Linked DNA regions of Bombyx mori: region 1 is linked to region 2. The links are chromatin contacts, called in public Hi-C maps. All regions are on one chromosome and are shown on one strand. The core of a region is the stretch at or near the end of the contact, and the rest is flanking DNA. Distances in the headings are between cores, read along the strand shown. Region 1 overlaps LOC101739389 (ubiquitin-like modifier-activating enzyme 1). Region 2 overlaps LOC101739159 (protein real-time).

Region 1 (7,268 bases), core at 3,016-5,515, 75 kb after region 2:
ATATAAAAATGAATTACTGTTCGTTAATCTCGCCAAAACTCAGGAACGGCTGGACCGATTTGGCTAATTTTGGTCTTGAATTATTTGTGGAAAGCCCAGAGAAGGTTTAAAAGGTAGATAAATATGAAAATGCTCAGAACTAAATAAAAAAAAAAAATTGTTTTTCCTTTGATGTGTTGGCCGTCAGACGATTCCTTTTGTTTGTTTTAAGTTTATTTTATACAAAAGTTTAGTTTAGACTGAGGCACTACGAAGTCTGCCGGGTCAGCTAGTTTTAGATAAAGATAATATTAAAATGTATTAAATATTATTTAAATTATGTTTAAATTAGTAGTAGTACTGTGAGTTACAGCTTATTGCTGTACAATAATAATAAAACGATTTATTTCATATTAGTTGGGGATATTGTCAAAAATAGACATAAAGAAGAAACAGCAAAAAAGTTAAATTTGGAAGAAAAAAAATACGTTGGACCTCTTATTGGGTCTTAGGATTAAATTTTTTCTTATATTTTATTATAATATTATTTCAGACAGTCCCTTATCAGTAGAAGGCTTTTTATATATTTTGTAAACTTACACCTGAAGGTACAACTCTTCTACTTTTATTGTAAATACAAATTATAATAAAATTATTTTCTACCTTCCTGTTGTCTTTCATATAAACATTTGTAATTACACACTTGAAATACCTGTTTGATTAAAAAAAAAAACTAGTATTTTTACAATACATTAGTGTGTAAAATAATTTATAGACAGTTTATTGCACTTAATGCTTCACTACTATGACATGCTGTTTTTATATGGGCAGTGGTAATTGTTCCATACATTTATTGTGTCCAGGTTTTAGGATAAAATATGATAATTCTGGATGTTTCCATCTTTTCAAAACAATTTCCAGGGAACCAGCATTGTCTCAAAAAATCATGATTATATGATTGGTCTTAACATAACATTTAATTTAATTTCTTTTCCAGATATCGTCAGGAGACCTAAATCCTATGAACGCAGCGATAGGCGGTGTGGTTGCTCAAGAGGTAATGAAGGCTTGTTCTGGCAAGTTCCACCCACTTGTACAGTGGCTTTACTTGGATGCTATTGAGTGCTTACCTAAAGACCATTCAACTCTCACCGAAGAAAATTGCAAACCAGTCGGTTCACGATATGATGGACAGGTAGCTGTTTTTGGTAGAGAATTCCAAAAGAAACTTGGACAGCTGAAGTATTTTATTGTGGGTGAGTATCTGGGACTCTGAACACTTTTAAAAGGATTGATTGATTGACACGTGAGGAGAATGATAATTATTGTCATTCTCCTTATGTGCAAGACTATTCTGGAGTGAAAGGCTCCCATGGTCAACTGATATCTATTCTAGTCTTAATTTATATCACACACTGTATTTTTAATCTGCAAACAAATATTGTTACCATCCCTTGGAACTTGACAAAATTTTCTAGCATCAGTTATTCTGTAAATATGTTATGCTGTTTGGGAAATTGCAACATAAAGTAATAAGTAATTAAAAGTAAAAAGTAAGACTGACGTCGTTGGTCGTCGACTATCGCCTCGACGACCCGTCGGTCGGGCGTCCTCGGGGTGGCGCCGCGTGTCTGGTTGTAGTGTTGACCGCGGGAACCCCCCTACTCTGACCGGGTTTTGACCCCAGACGGAGATCGGACGCCAGGTGTAAGAGTGCAGGGGAGTCGTTTAGTGGGTGGGCCCGCGGTCTGCTCTCAACACCTGCAGATCGTTGAGTCTCACATACCCCGCGCGCCCCCTAGGCGCGGGGACCTCGTAGGAGGTTCGGCCCTCGGCCAGGAAAAAAAAAAAAAAAAAAGGGTTTCACACTCAACTTTATGGAACCTGTGTGCTCTCTTACATATATGGAACATAAATAATTCTGTAAACTCAAGATTGGTAATTTACTAATGAATAATAGTCAATATGAACTATCTGTATGAAGCTACACAAAATATTAGTATAGTATCATATGAAGTTTATCTCTTCAGGTGCTGGTGCTATCGGATGTGAATTATTAAAGAACTTTGCCATGATTGGTGTGGGTGCTGATGGAGGACAAATTACAGTCACGGATATGGACCTCATTGAGAAGTCTAACCTCAACAGGCAGTTCTTGTTTAGGCCTTATGATGTACAGAAACCGAAATCTAGTACTGCAGCTAATGTAAGTTGCTGGATTCGTAATGACATTTGAGATCACTTGTGTACTGCTATAGAGAGCACAAGAGTAGCCATCTACACAGGGTTTGCTTCGAGATTACTCCCTGAACCAGTGAATTTCAGTTTAGTTTCAAATTCAATGTATAAATGTTTTTGCTCGCCTAAGTTTTAATGTTTCCCTAGTTGGTTTCAGATATTACACAATATATATTTTTTTTACTTTATTGCTTATATGTGTGGACGAGCTCGCAGCCCACCTGGTGTTAAGTGGTTACTGGAGCTCATAGACATCTACAACGTAAATGCACCACCCACCTTGACATATAAGTTCTAAGTTCTTAGTATAGTTACAACGGCTGCCCCACCCTTCAAACCGAAACGCATTACTGCTTCACGGCAGAAATAGGCAGGGTGTTGGTACCTACGCGTGCGGAGACACAAGAGGTTCTACCACCAGTAACTATAAATATATACTGTAATACTCAAATACTTTTAATATATTTTTTTTGTCATAGGTAATTAAACGCATGAATCCAGCAGTAAATGTTTTGGCACAAGAAAACAGAGTTTGCCCTGAGACCGAGTCCGTCTACAATGATGCATTCTTTGAAGCATTGGATGGTGTAGCCAATGCACTCGACAATGTCGACGCCCGTATATACATGGACAGACGGTGTGTGTATTATAGAAAACCTTTATTGGAGAGTGGCACTCTTGGAACTAAAGGAAATACACAGGTTAGTAAAATCAAAAGCATTTGAGATACAATTTGAAATAACATGAAACGTTGAATAAAATTAATTGGTTAATGATCAAATATAAATTAGAACCCTAAGAGAAAATAATAGTTATGAATTGATTTAACGTTGTCTAGTACTTATACTGGAAACACAAAGATTTTTAAGTATCATTAACTATTCAAACTTGGTAAATTAAAAAAAAGTTGTTTTGATACTGATATCTGAATCTTCACAATCTTTTAAACATAAATCAATAATATTTCATAATATATAAGTAAAGAAAATATTAAGCAAGATATAATCATATCAAAAGAAATAACATTAATACATCAGTAATTTACGTTTTAGGTGGTTGTTCCATTCCTTACGGAATCTTACAGCTCATCCCAGGACCCTCCCGAGAAGAGTATTCCTATTTGTACGCTCAAGAACTTCCCGAATGCCATTGAACACACACTACAATGGGCTCGCGATGAATTCGAAGGTTTATTCCGTCAGGCTGCTGAGCATGCTGCCCAATACTTGCAGGACCCGAATTTCTTGGACCGCTGTCTTAAATTGCCTGGTACTCAGCCTTTGGATGCTATTGAGAGTGTGCGAGTAAGTGTATATAACATATTTTTTATTACTCGTAGTAAACATACTGTCTACCTAATAACCTGATCACTGCCCTTCAATACAGCTATGCAAGAGTAACGACTATATTAAAGTACTACGCCTTCTCTCATTCAATGTTTCCTAATATCAGTTAACATGCACAGACAAATTTTAGAATGAAAACCCTTCCAAAATGTTTTCCTGTTACTATGAAGTAAAAGGTTGTAGGGGAATGATACCCCGCCCTGCTTAGCTGCTTGCTATGTATTTATAGTAATGAGCAACATACGTTAGTCAGTCAGTGGTTTACATGCAGCGATCCACCGCGGTCGCTGACGCGAATAAACATGTGATTATACCTAGTGTTTTATTGACCGCTCCGATGAGGTTTATGGAGGACAACACGCAACGGACAAACAACTAACACACACACCTCCTCCATCTTCTCCATAAAAACCTCACAAGGTCAACTTCTACAATAGAAACGAAAAATTATACTCATTTCACTCCATTCATTTTATTTGTTTCTCTTGAAAAAAACAAAATGTAAATCTCCAAAATTGTTAAATTACAGAACGCTATAAACGAACGCCCTCACAGTTTCGACGACTGCGTGATATGGGCGAGACATCATTGGGAGAACCAATACGCGAACCAGATCAAGCAGCTCCTTTACAACTTCCCGGCGAAACAGTTGACCACGAGCGGAGCGCCTTTCTGGTCCGGACCGAAGCGTTGTCCTTCACCCCTCGCCTTCGATCCTAATGATGAACTACACGTCGATTACATTGTTGCCGCAGCGAACCTCAGGGCTACGGTATATGGAATCCCATCCTGTGTTGACAGGGAAAACATCGCCAAGCTTGCCGCTAGCATACAGGTACGTAAAACTCTGAATAAATCATTGTTTACGGCAAGAGTAACTCTACTTATGTTGCATCTTGGATCATGTGATAATAGGTTGTAGAACAATTTGATTCATACACCTGGTGCATCCGCTTCTATTTAATAGATATTAACTAGTATCACAGGCATTGTTAATGAAATATCAGACCTATATTTGTTAAAATTTATTATTTTCCTATAAACTAGAACATTACAAACAACAACGAAACAAAAATGTATCCTAGACATTTGATGGTGGTTATTTTATTCTATTTTATAATTCAGGTACCGAAATTCAGCCCCAAATCCGGCGTGAAGATCGCGGTGAGCGACGCCCAGTTACAGCAAAACAATGACGAGATGGATCAAGACAGGGTTAAGAACATGATCGCAGAGCTGCCGTCTCCAAGCAAACTCGGATCTCTTAAGATCACACCGCTAGAATTCGAAAAAGATGATGATACAAATTTCCACATGGACTTCATCGTTGCCGCCTCCAACCTGCGGGCTACCAACTACAAGATCACGCCAGCCGACAGACATCGCTCTAAACTCATCGCTGGCAAGATTATCCCTGCCATTGCCACTACAACATCCGTGGTGGCTGGCTTAGTCTGCCTCGAACTTTACAAACTGGCCCAAGGCTTCAATAAGCTGGAAGTGTTCAAGAACGGCTTCGTCAACCTTGCCCTGCCCTTCTTCGGTTTCTCTGAACCGATTGCGCCGTCGACCAACACCTACAATGAGAATAAGTGGACATTATGGGACAGATTTGAAGTTAAAGGAGAGATTACATTACAGCAATTTTTAGATCACTTCAAAAACGAACACAAGTTGGAGATCACCATGTTGTCTCAAGGTGTGTGCATGCTTTATTCGTTCTTCATGCCCAAAGCCAAGCGGCTGGAACGATTGAACCTGCCAATGTCGGAGGTGGTCACAAAAGTGTCCAAGAAGAAGTTGGAACCGCATGTGAATGCATTAGTTTTTGAATTGTGCTGCAATGATGATGACGGGAATGATGTGGAGGTCCCGTATGTAAAATACACTCTGCCTTAGTCTATTTAATGTGATCTTGAGCCCTCCCAAAGTGGTGCTGAAAAATAATAGTTACCACTACGCAGAGAGGGTTCTATTTAATACCGTGATAGTTAATATAAATTGTGTGATTATATTTGTGCTTCAGAATTTGCTTCAGTCTAAATTTCAAATAATTACTCATAGTCGTTTCGTTTCATTCGTTTGCTCACTGTCAAATGATGATGTGCTGCATTTTTATTATTATTTTACGTCGTGAAAAAGTTTTTTACCAAATTCGATATTTTATTGTAAAATCAGATGGGTCTGTATGTGGAACGAAAAATAAATAAAAAACCAACATACTTTTGTTTCATTTATTATGTAAAAAGGTATAATAACGAAAATATTCCGGACATCTTGCTCGGTAGTGCCAAAGTCATATGGTTCAGGTAGAACTTGATTATTTGAATCTCTTCACAAAAAACGTTAAAAAAATAAACAATCTTTATAAAATATTTCAAAAACAAAGTATTGTATTTTAGGTTACATTTAGTATGCATATAGGTATAAAAGCAAATACGCCTCGGACACAAAACTCCAATAACGAGTTAGTGAATTTCTAGTGATGTAAATTATATTTTGACAAGATTTTAATTTGTGTCTTTTATCAACAGTAAATATTGAAAAGAAATTGACATAGATTTTCGTAAAACTTGATGAGCCCTGGAGTTCGTAGAGATAAGGAGCACTCTACGGAGCCAAAATTAGAAGATTGTTTCTTTACATTAATCGATGAGTAATGTTTATCGGCTGAGGCTGTATTTGTTTATAGACCCTTACATATTGGGAAAGCATAATTCAATAATTTAGTACTTATGACAACACGAGAGAGATCAAGTCTGCGGTGGGGTGACTAGAAAAGAGAAATACATTTTTTTTTGTGTCGTTTGAAAATCAGTACTATTTACTACTAGTGATTTGTATTTATGTATTTTGAAGTCTTATCTGTTTTGTTCAAGAGATCTTGTTGTGTGTATATACTAAAGTTACTTTCCGAAAACAAGCCCGCTGAGAGCCCGAGTGAGAGAGCGTTTGGATAATTTAAAACGAAAATGCTTAGAATAAAAATTCAAAACATCTTATCAAAAGGAATTAAGTAAATTTTAATTTTGATAGAAATTTAAAATTCTTACATTTTTTAAATTTTGTTTGTAGCTATTTGTCAACATATCGATTAAGCTGTCAGTTCCCGTTTGCAAAACTAAAAAAGCATCATCTACCGCACCTACTCATCACCTCAGGCTGAGCAGGAAAAAATATTTTTTTTTTAAATCTAAGCGTGACTTTATTTGTTTCGTACATTATTTTGGCTGCAGTAGACACCAAAGTGCACCGACTGCTGCTGCCCAGTGACCCACACGTTGCAGAACGTCACTAACTTATTCTAAAAAAAATTACATACAAAGGCCTCATTTAAAGCAGTTAAAAAGGTTTTTTTTTTTAAATAGAATAAAAATACATTTTATATAGGTACAATTTGTTATGCTAAATAGAAATTACGAATACACGAAATTTATTTAAAATTTTTGAATACAATCCAAACTATAGGCACTTATCTTTCGGAAGCTTTAGCGAATGGAATAATTTAATTTACAACCATAATTTATCTCACTCTTATAACTAAAATAATCGGTAGTTTTGAACTTTGTTCTTTTGTGTAAAATTTTTGTAAGCGCAAAAAAGCTCCTTGTTAGCTTACCCTATTCAAAAGTTACATTTATTAAGACAACATTTTGTCACTTTGCTAATAAAAGTTCAAAATGTCTGCAGTGTTACCAGCGTCTG
Region 2 (7,678 bases), core at 50-2,549:
TCGACATGGATCCTCTGCGGATGATATCACGGGCTCAAACAAACTAAACTCAAAGCTTACAGACAGTCCGTAGGCAGCGGCTTGGCTCTGCCCCTGGCATTGCTGAAGTCCACGGGCGACGGTAATGACTCACCATCAGGTGGGCCGTATGCTCGTCTGCCTACAAGAGGAATAATAAAAAAATAGTGAGATGATTAGCGACATTCTGTCTTTGTTATACTTTGGTGAAGAAAGGGGACAACAATAGTTTTATTTTAAGCTTTGCGGCTCCTTGAATTTTTTTAATAACGTAACAACAGTTTTGAGGTTGCTTAGCGTGAGCATTTATGAACTCATTTATGTCAAGCGCGTTGCTATCTTGCGATATTACTCAACGCCGTCAGCACGCGCGTCCCACGTGCGGGTGTGCACGCGCCCGCACTCGCGAAGTCGTTCGTGAATATGTGTTTAGTTCTCATTGAGCTGAGCGGGCGGCGGTAGTGTAGTGTAGTGCAGTGTAATGTAGTGTAATGTAATGTAATGTAATGTAATGTAATGTAATGTAGTGTAGTGCAGTGTAGTGTAGTGTAGTTATGGGTGGGGGAGTGACCTGTAGTGGTGGCTGGCGAGCGTCTCGTGGAAGTAGACGAGCTGTGCGGGCGGCGCGTCCAGCAGCTCGCAGCGCCACTGCAGCACGTAGGCGCCGCTGCAGCGCATCACGTGCGAGCCCTGCGCACACGTCCCACTGCACTCTACGTACTCACACCACAAATAATTGGGTCTTATTTCATTATCGACGCTCCATCTGATAGTAATTAACGTCACTCGTGGACATCAACGGTAGCAAGACACCAGCAAACCAGATAATATAAATAAGATAAATATAATCATCAAAACTGGTAGGTATACTTGTGAGTCCGCGCGGGTAGGTACCACCGCCTTGCCTATTGCTGCCGTGAAACAGTAATGCATTTCGGTTTGAAGGGTGGGGCAGCCGTTGTAACTTTACTGAGACCTTAGAACTTGTATCTCAAGGTGGGTGGTGCATTTACGTCATAGATGTCTATGGGCTCCAGAAACCGCTTAACACCAGATGGGCTGTGAGCTCGTCCACCCATCTAAACAATAAAAAAATTGTTTGGAGAAACTTATATTTGTTTTATATCCCGTACACTTTTAAACGAGTTCTGACATAGATCCTGATTGGCGCCGGTGAACAGTGACGTCACTATGCTCTACTTGACTACGCTCGCAATACAACGGAGCAGTAAGCAAGCTGCCCGCCGGGTACCTGTATGCTCTCCCCGTCGTGGCACAGCAGGGTGGGCTCGACGCGGTGGTAGTGCTCCCCCTCGCGCCAGCCCTTCTGCTCGAGCACGGAGCGGCCCTCGTCCGCGCCGCCACCTACGCACAACGCTGAAACGTTACGTCAAGCGATGGATCAAACAAAAGCAAAAAATATTTAAGAGATCAAATCAGCACGACCTCCCGGTGCAGGCGCTCGGGGGATGGGGGTTTTCGAGGGGTTATTTATAGTGTTTCCACTTTTAGGAAATTCTCCCGTTTTTAGGGAAAAATAGCTGATATTTTGGATGGTTAAAGACAATATGAAAAATACAAGGATTTAGGGAATTTCGGGGTAAAAAGCAAAGCCTTTACTAGTAACTCTGTAGTAAAGTAAACCATAGACTAAACCCCTACTTTTTTTTTCGGGATTCCCCATAATCCTAATAAGTATAATCTCCCAAATTTTTATTTACCTATATTCGTTGATGTCACCAGAACTTACTTACTTTTACTAGCAGTTCCTTCTTCAAGGACTGAGGTGGAAAGATTACTCAGTGTTCTCAAAAGACGTCCGGTGCATTCGTGTCGAGCGATGCACCGGTGTTCGAATCCCGCAGGCGGGTACCAATTTTTCTATTGAAATACGTACTTAACCAATGTTCACGATTGACTTCCACGGTGAAGGAACAACATCGTGCAATAAAAATTAAACCCGCAAAATTATAATTTGCGTAATTACTGGTGGTAGGACCTCTTGTGAGTCCGCACGGGTAGGTACCATCGCCCCGCCTATTTCTGCCGTGAAGCAGTAATGCGTTTCGGTTTGAAGGGTGGGGCAGCCGTTGTGACTATACCGAGACCTTAGATCTCAAGGTGTGTGGCGCATTTACGTTGTATATGTCTATGGGCTCCAGTAACCACTTAATATCAGGTGGGCTGTGAGCTCGTCCACCCATCTAAGCAATAAAAAATACTAAAAAAATATGTAAAAACTGACAAAAGAAACAGGCTTTCTAATAAAACCCTAAACGGCTTGCTTTATACAAAGCTGAGAATGCTAGCAAACAATTGCTCAATTTTAGAACCGAACAGTGTTATATTGCAGCAAAAGAATATAAAAGCAATGCGTCGATTTCCCAAAAATTCTAATCCTATAGATCTATGACCTTCTGTGAGCGTTTTGTTATTATATATACCTACATTAAATAATATGCTGTGGTGTATTTTCTGTATTTTATTTATGCTCCCTACATAGCACCAGGGGGGATTTATGAAAGTTGTTTAGGGAATTTTAGGGATAAATTCCTAAGAAACTAGGGTAAAATGGAAAACGTAAGTGGAAACACTGGTTGTTTTTTCTACCTACTGCAAGTAATCTCGGAAGACTATTCTGGCTTCATCGGATATGGGAGTTCACGGGGCTCAGCCTCAAGAGTTTGCTAACATCGGCCTAAAAACTAAAAACGGCCGTCTGGTGTAGTGGTAAGCGACACGGTCACTACACAAGGGGGTCGCGGGTTCGAATCCCGCCAAGGGAAGATATTTGTATGATAAATAAAAAAATGTCTTTTCCAGGATTATGGGTATATATTATATATATGTATGTGTATAATAAAATCTTACATTTATTTCCGTTATCTAGTACCTGTACACAAGTCCTTTACGAACTTAGCACGGGACCAGTTAACGTGGCGTGATCGTTAGTAAATATATATTTATTTATTTATTATTTATTTAACATCTGTCGGATCGGAGAAGTTCCGACGAGAAACTTATCGGGTTGTGTCTGTGGGTTAGGTTGCACATCGAGCTCTTAGTACCATCCTACGGGTTCGACGCGGACGGTGACCAGTGGTTAGAATCCCTAAAAGCACCTAAAGTTTTTGGGAGGATTCGGAATAACGTGTGAGAATGGTCGAAATTCGATCGTAGTCCTTAGCGCTTTAAGATGTAAATTCATTTAATATATTATTACACTTCCTCTTTTATTTCGTTCATACTAAAATTCTTAAAGCTACTGAAACAAGGAAAATCGTTTGACAAACAGACGGTTTTGTCCTTGTCTGTTTATATATAGATAATAATTAGCAATAAATTTACTGAACATTTCGTTGAATGTATATTGACAGAATTTAAAAACCGGTCATAGCGCTAGCAACTCAGTGCGGCAGCAATTATTCTAGATTATAATTCAGAACCCGCTGAAAGGAACAGCTACGATACTACAATAACAATTGAGGTTGAGGTGTGGCATTCTGACAATTTAGCACCGCGTGGATCATGACCTCTATTACCTCACCTCTCTCTCATTTCCCTCTCACCTCCTTTCTCACCCTCTCGCCCACTCTCCTCTTACACCTATTTAAACAATAAACAAAAACCGCTTATAAAACTATAATAGTACAAGCCGCGTGTTTTAACTTTCTCTCGCAAGATACCACCCCTCAAATGTAGGGTGGGTATATCACAACACCACTGACCTGAGTTGACCTCGTCGACGGGGTTGTGGAGCTCGTGCTCACTCCTGAACACGGTGAACGCTATGTCGTGTCTCAGAACATCGAAGTCCCAGGTTAGAACGCTCTGAGGGTCTTTGTTGAGCACGACGACCTCGTGCACCTGCGCACAGAAACGACTTTGAGCATTCGTGAGCCAGCGCACAGGGTTCTAAAGGTACTAATTAAATCGCTCACGTGATCAGATTAGAAGAAACGAAATAGAGAAGATAGTATGAACGTTCTTCGGAGATGCGTCGTATTTGCAAAGTCATCTTGAAATTGTCGCTGGAGTCTGTGGCGGAAGTTATAAATTACAAGGAATATGGTATAAACTTGAATCGCGCTGCTAAAATTCACAAGAAAACTTGCATGCATACAAAATCCTAGCAACAACCCAGACCCTAACTCCCTGCGAGGATATCCCAGCTTTAGACGACCGCTATATGACATTTTAATCTTCTTCTTGCCCTTATTCCATATTGTGTGTAAAGGCACGTCCTCTTCTCGTGCTCTATAGGAATTTGGCACGAGTTTACGACCAGTCGCCTGTCTGACTTCAACCCTTAAGTTATACCTCCAGTAGTCCAGTATATCCATCGCAACATGCCTTAGTGTCCATACGGAAGACATTTTCTGTTTCTGTTACGTCGTGTGTTACTATGATTTGCATTTGTATAAATAAGCATTTACGTAAAATTGAATATTTTCAAATGCGCATGTCACGCATCTTGCATGTCACTCGCAGAAGTTGAGAAATGCGCGCTTCTCTGTCACAGGTGCCACTTTCAGACTTCCTCTATTATTATTATCAACTAGGTGTATATCTGTGATCTAATTTCAAATCAAAATTCCCGTGAACAAAAATCCGCGCGTTAATCCAAGCAACTCATCACCTGTCCCTTGCCCAGACTGACGGATCTGTAGATGCTGTCCTCCCGGAGCGGGTCTCCCTCGCGTTCGGTGAAGGCGCCGCTCACGTACAGGCTCTTCAGCACCAGACCCCCTTCGTGGACGAAACTCTACAACCATAGGAAATACTTTTAAAGGCTTTAAATACATACAGGGAAAGGTATTCCTACTGTGCGGTGGCCATCATACAACACAGAAATTGACAGATGCCTGAATCTCACGACATTTTCAAAATAAGCTTGCATATATACAAGTTCTAAACAACAACATTCGGACCATCGGTCTACCGAGCAACATCACCCGCTCGGCGGAAGATCTTTCCTTTGTCGTATTAATTTATTTATTTATTTATTTTATGTCTGCATATGTTCAAGAGCGTCACCGTAGGCGGACACGCATCACAATTATTTCAATTAAATTAGTAGATAATGTCGTCATATCAATAACACTGTAACAATTGACATTGGAATTCCTTCAATAACAGTTATTATTACAGACGCACTAAAAGTATTACCGAAAGCTCCCGCACGTTAAACTCTCTTAGCACTCGCCTTCAAGCATGGTCGAGACGGTAGCCATCTTTGCCCCGGTGACGGATTTAGGCTTGATGCCGCCCTTAATATTAGAATAAATTTTAATGTTATTTTAAAATTAAAATAACGTTGTAATAAAAAAAATTATACATATTATTATTAATCTGAACTCATTTTCAAAAAATACTTTTCTTTTCTCTAATTTTCATTGCAGGCTATCAGACTTAAATGCACATTATCATCAAGAACAGCTTGAACGGGGAAAGTAGTCTTGTGCGGGTTTTTTTCATTTCTGAAATTTTGGCATATCAAACCTCCATCATATTAGACAGCATATTGACCCTCCTCAATACATGTAACCTTAGGCCCGGGCCTCACGGGCCTGGGTGTGAATCCATCACTGCTTTGCTCAAATATATGTATAGACATCTCACAAGTGCCGTGTTTAATCAGCTAAACATTACAGTGAAATGACGTCACATTTGAATTAAATTTATGATTTTGCAAGTGCAAACAAGAGTAGACAAGACATTTGACGTTTGTACGAGGGGTCTGTACGAACTATACTTGGATTAAATAATCACGATCTTGTCACGATTTCGATGGCATTCATCCCGCTAAACTTCATAAACTCAACCTAATGAAAGAATCCTTTCGTTCAACCTAAGACTCGTGACAAATTATATTACGATTTATATCTAACGATTAAAAAATAAATAAAAATTCGACATCCTTTAGGCTCTGACGTAGTCGTAGTAATAATAAAAACTATTTCATTATAATATTTTCAATTAAAACACATAATAACATTTGCACAATGGACGAACACGTATCGAGTACGCGTGTACTGAACAGTGAGTGATGTGTTCAAAAAACATTTATATTGAATATTAAATTCGTACGTAGTTGTAATAGCGATACGGGACGTACATCCACACTTCGGGCACATCCGTCTGCGGCGTTAGTTAGAAAACAAAAAAAAAAACAGAACTCTAAATTAAAGGGGTTTCACCTTAGAACCACCCGCGGTACCGCGCAGGGCCTTGAACCTGCGATACTTACAGACAAATATTTTTTTGTATGGAAACTAGCGACATCTTGTAGCGGATGCCCGTAAACTTATGTTTTGTTAATGTTAAGGCATTTAATTAATGTATAACTAAACACAGAAAATAATAAAATAATAAATCATACAAGTCTTTATTTGTTGTTGACAAATTGATTAAATTTTATCAATTTGTGGTTTCTGAAAATTTACAAATACCTTCATTTGAAAATAAAATATAGAATAGGTAATATGTTACTGTCATCTACAGGAGCAATGAGAAGATAATCGAAGCGAAGCCATCTAGTGGCCGACGCCCGTAAACATTTTGGTAGACTGCTTACGTTGCTTGTCTATAACTAACTTATGTATATTATCTATGGTACAGCGCGCCTCAACCTAACTGCATCTCTAAGCTTAATTCTCCTACGAGGTTACCCCTCCCCTCCCTCCCCCACAGTTGTATCCCCGGGGAGGGCGACTCCATCGCGCACTGCATCACCAGTCCATTCACTGGAGGGCAGCACCAGCTCGGACGGCAGAATAGCCGTCACACATTGTAAGTCAAACTTCAACCTCATGCCTCAAGGGGGTCACGGTGGTCACGTCATTGTCTATATAGTATCTATAGTTGTCTATATGGTACACCACGGGGATCAATGTTTCTACACTTTCTACCAACGAAGGACGAAATTAACAGCCCAGGACAAAATAAAATAGCTACCCTTAGAAAATGAATTATCAGTGTGTTCAATGTACACATAGCAACACTCCCGGTTTGAGTCCCGTGAGCTCACCTACAAGTCAAGGAGAAGCTGAAATCTATTTTTAATTCTTTATGCGACTGTAAAAGTTGAATGAATAGAGCGACGTATTTAATGACCAGTGCTCACCTTGCAAGGACCTCCGAGGAAGTCGGGGATCAGGTCCTTGGGTATGTAGTCCAGCAAACCTCCCGGCTGAAGGTAGTCTTTGCCCCCGTAGAAGAGGAACTTACTTCGCGTGTTTTCATCTGCAAATTAAGACATTACAAGGTTTATGAATATTATGTATTTGTCACCATCAATTTTTTTTTTTTTATTGCTTAGATGGGTGGACGAGCTCACAGCCCACCTGGTGTTAAGTGTTCGAGATCTTAGAACATATCTCAAGGTGGGTAGCGGCATTACGTTATAGATATCCGGTAACCACTTAACACCAGGTGAGGTCGTCTACCAATCAATGCAAAAAAATAAATACTGACCGATAAATGTGCTAACGATAGTCCAGAGTATAGGAAAGACCCTCGGAGCCCTAACGATGAGCACGCGGCCCATAGTCTCCGGGTAGTTGGCCTCCACGATCTGTATGATGCGGAGCAGCGCCCGCACGCCCGGCCTCCACAGGTGCCGCATGTTCAGCCCGTCCAGGTCGACCAGCATGCACCA

The links. Hi-C and Micro-C count contacts between places; a contact is called where the count stands out from the background.
Region 1: a contact with region 2 is called in a Hi-C map of midgut, with 2.2 times the contacts expected there. The contact joins two enhancer-like sites. A contact is called at or near these places in 2 of 7 Hi-C or Micro-C datasets (midgut and whole pupa).

What each region holds. Positions count from the first base shown.
Region 1 is chr8:15,609,611-15,616,878 of ASM3026992v2, forward strand. It overlaps LOC101739389 (ubiquitin-like modifier-activating enzyme 1), which reads left to right. Exons shown (of 8, transcript XM_004923615.5): 3 at 977-1,235; 4 at 2,010-2,185; 5 at 2,697-2,918; 6 at 3,270-3,521; 7 at 4,093-4,398; 8 at 4,689-5,783. The coding sequence ends at 5,462. It overlaps LOC101739530, which reads right to left. Exons shown (of 6, transcript XM_062669887.1): 6 at 5,784-7,268. Among protein-coding and RNA genes, the nearest start is that of LOC101739389, 5.4 kb to the left of the region's middle. Within about 2 kb of position 4,266, at least 1 of the 8 cell types and tissues checked has open chromatin away from gene starts, as enhancers often do.
Region 2 is chr8:15,537,387-15,545,064 of ASM3026992v2, forward strand. LOC101739159 (protein real-time) reads right to left here. Exons shown (of 15, transcript XM_004923613.5): 9 at 7,495-7,678; 10 at 7,145-7,263; 11 at 4,658-4,783; 12 at 3,747-3,885; 13 at 1,271-1,395; 14 at 590-708; 15 at 1-14. It overlaps LOC110384782 (a long non-coding RNA gene), which reads left to right. Exons shown (of 2, transcript XR_002430181.3): 2 at 1-14. Among protein-coding and RNA genes, the nearest start is that of LOC110384782, 16 kb to the left of the region's middle. Within about 2 kb of position 1,300, at least 4 of the 8 cell types and tissues checked have open chromatin away from gene starts, as enhancers often do.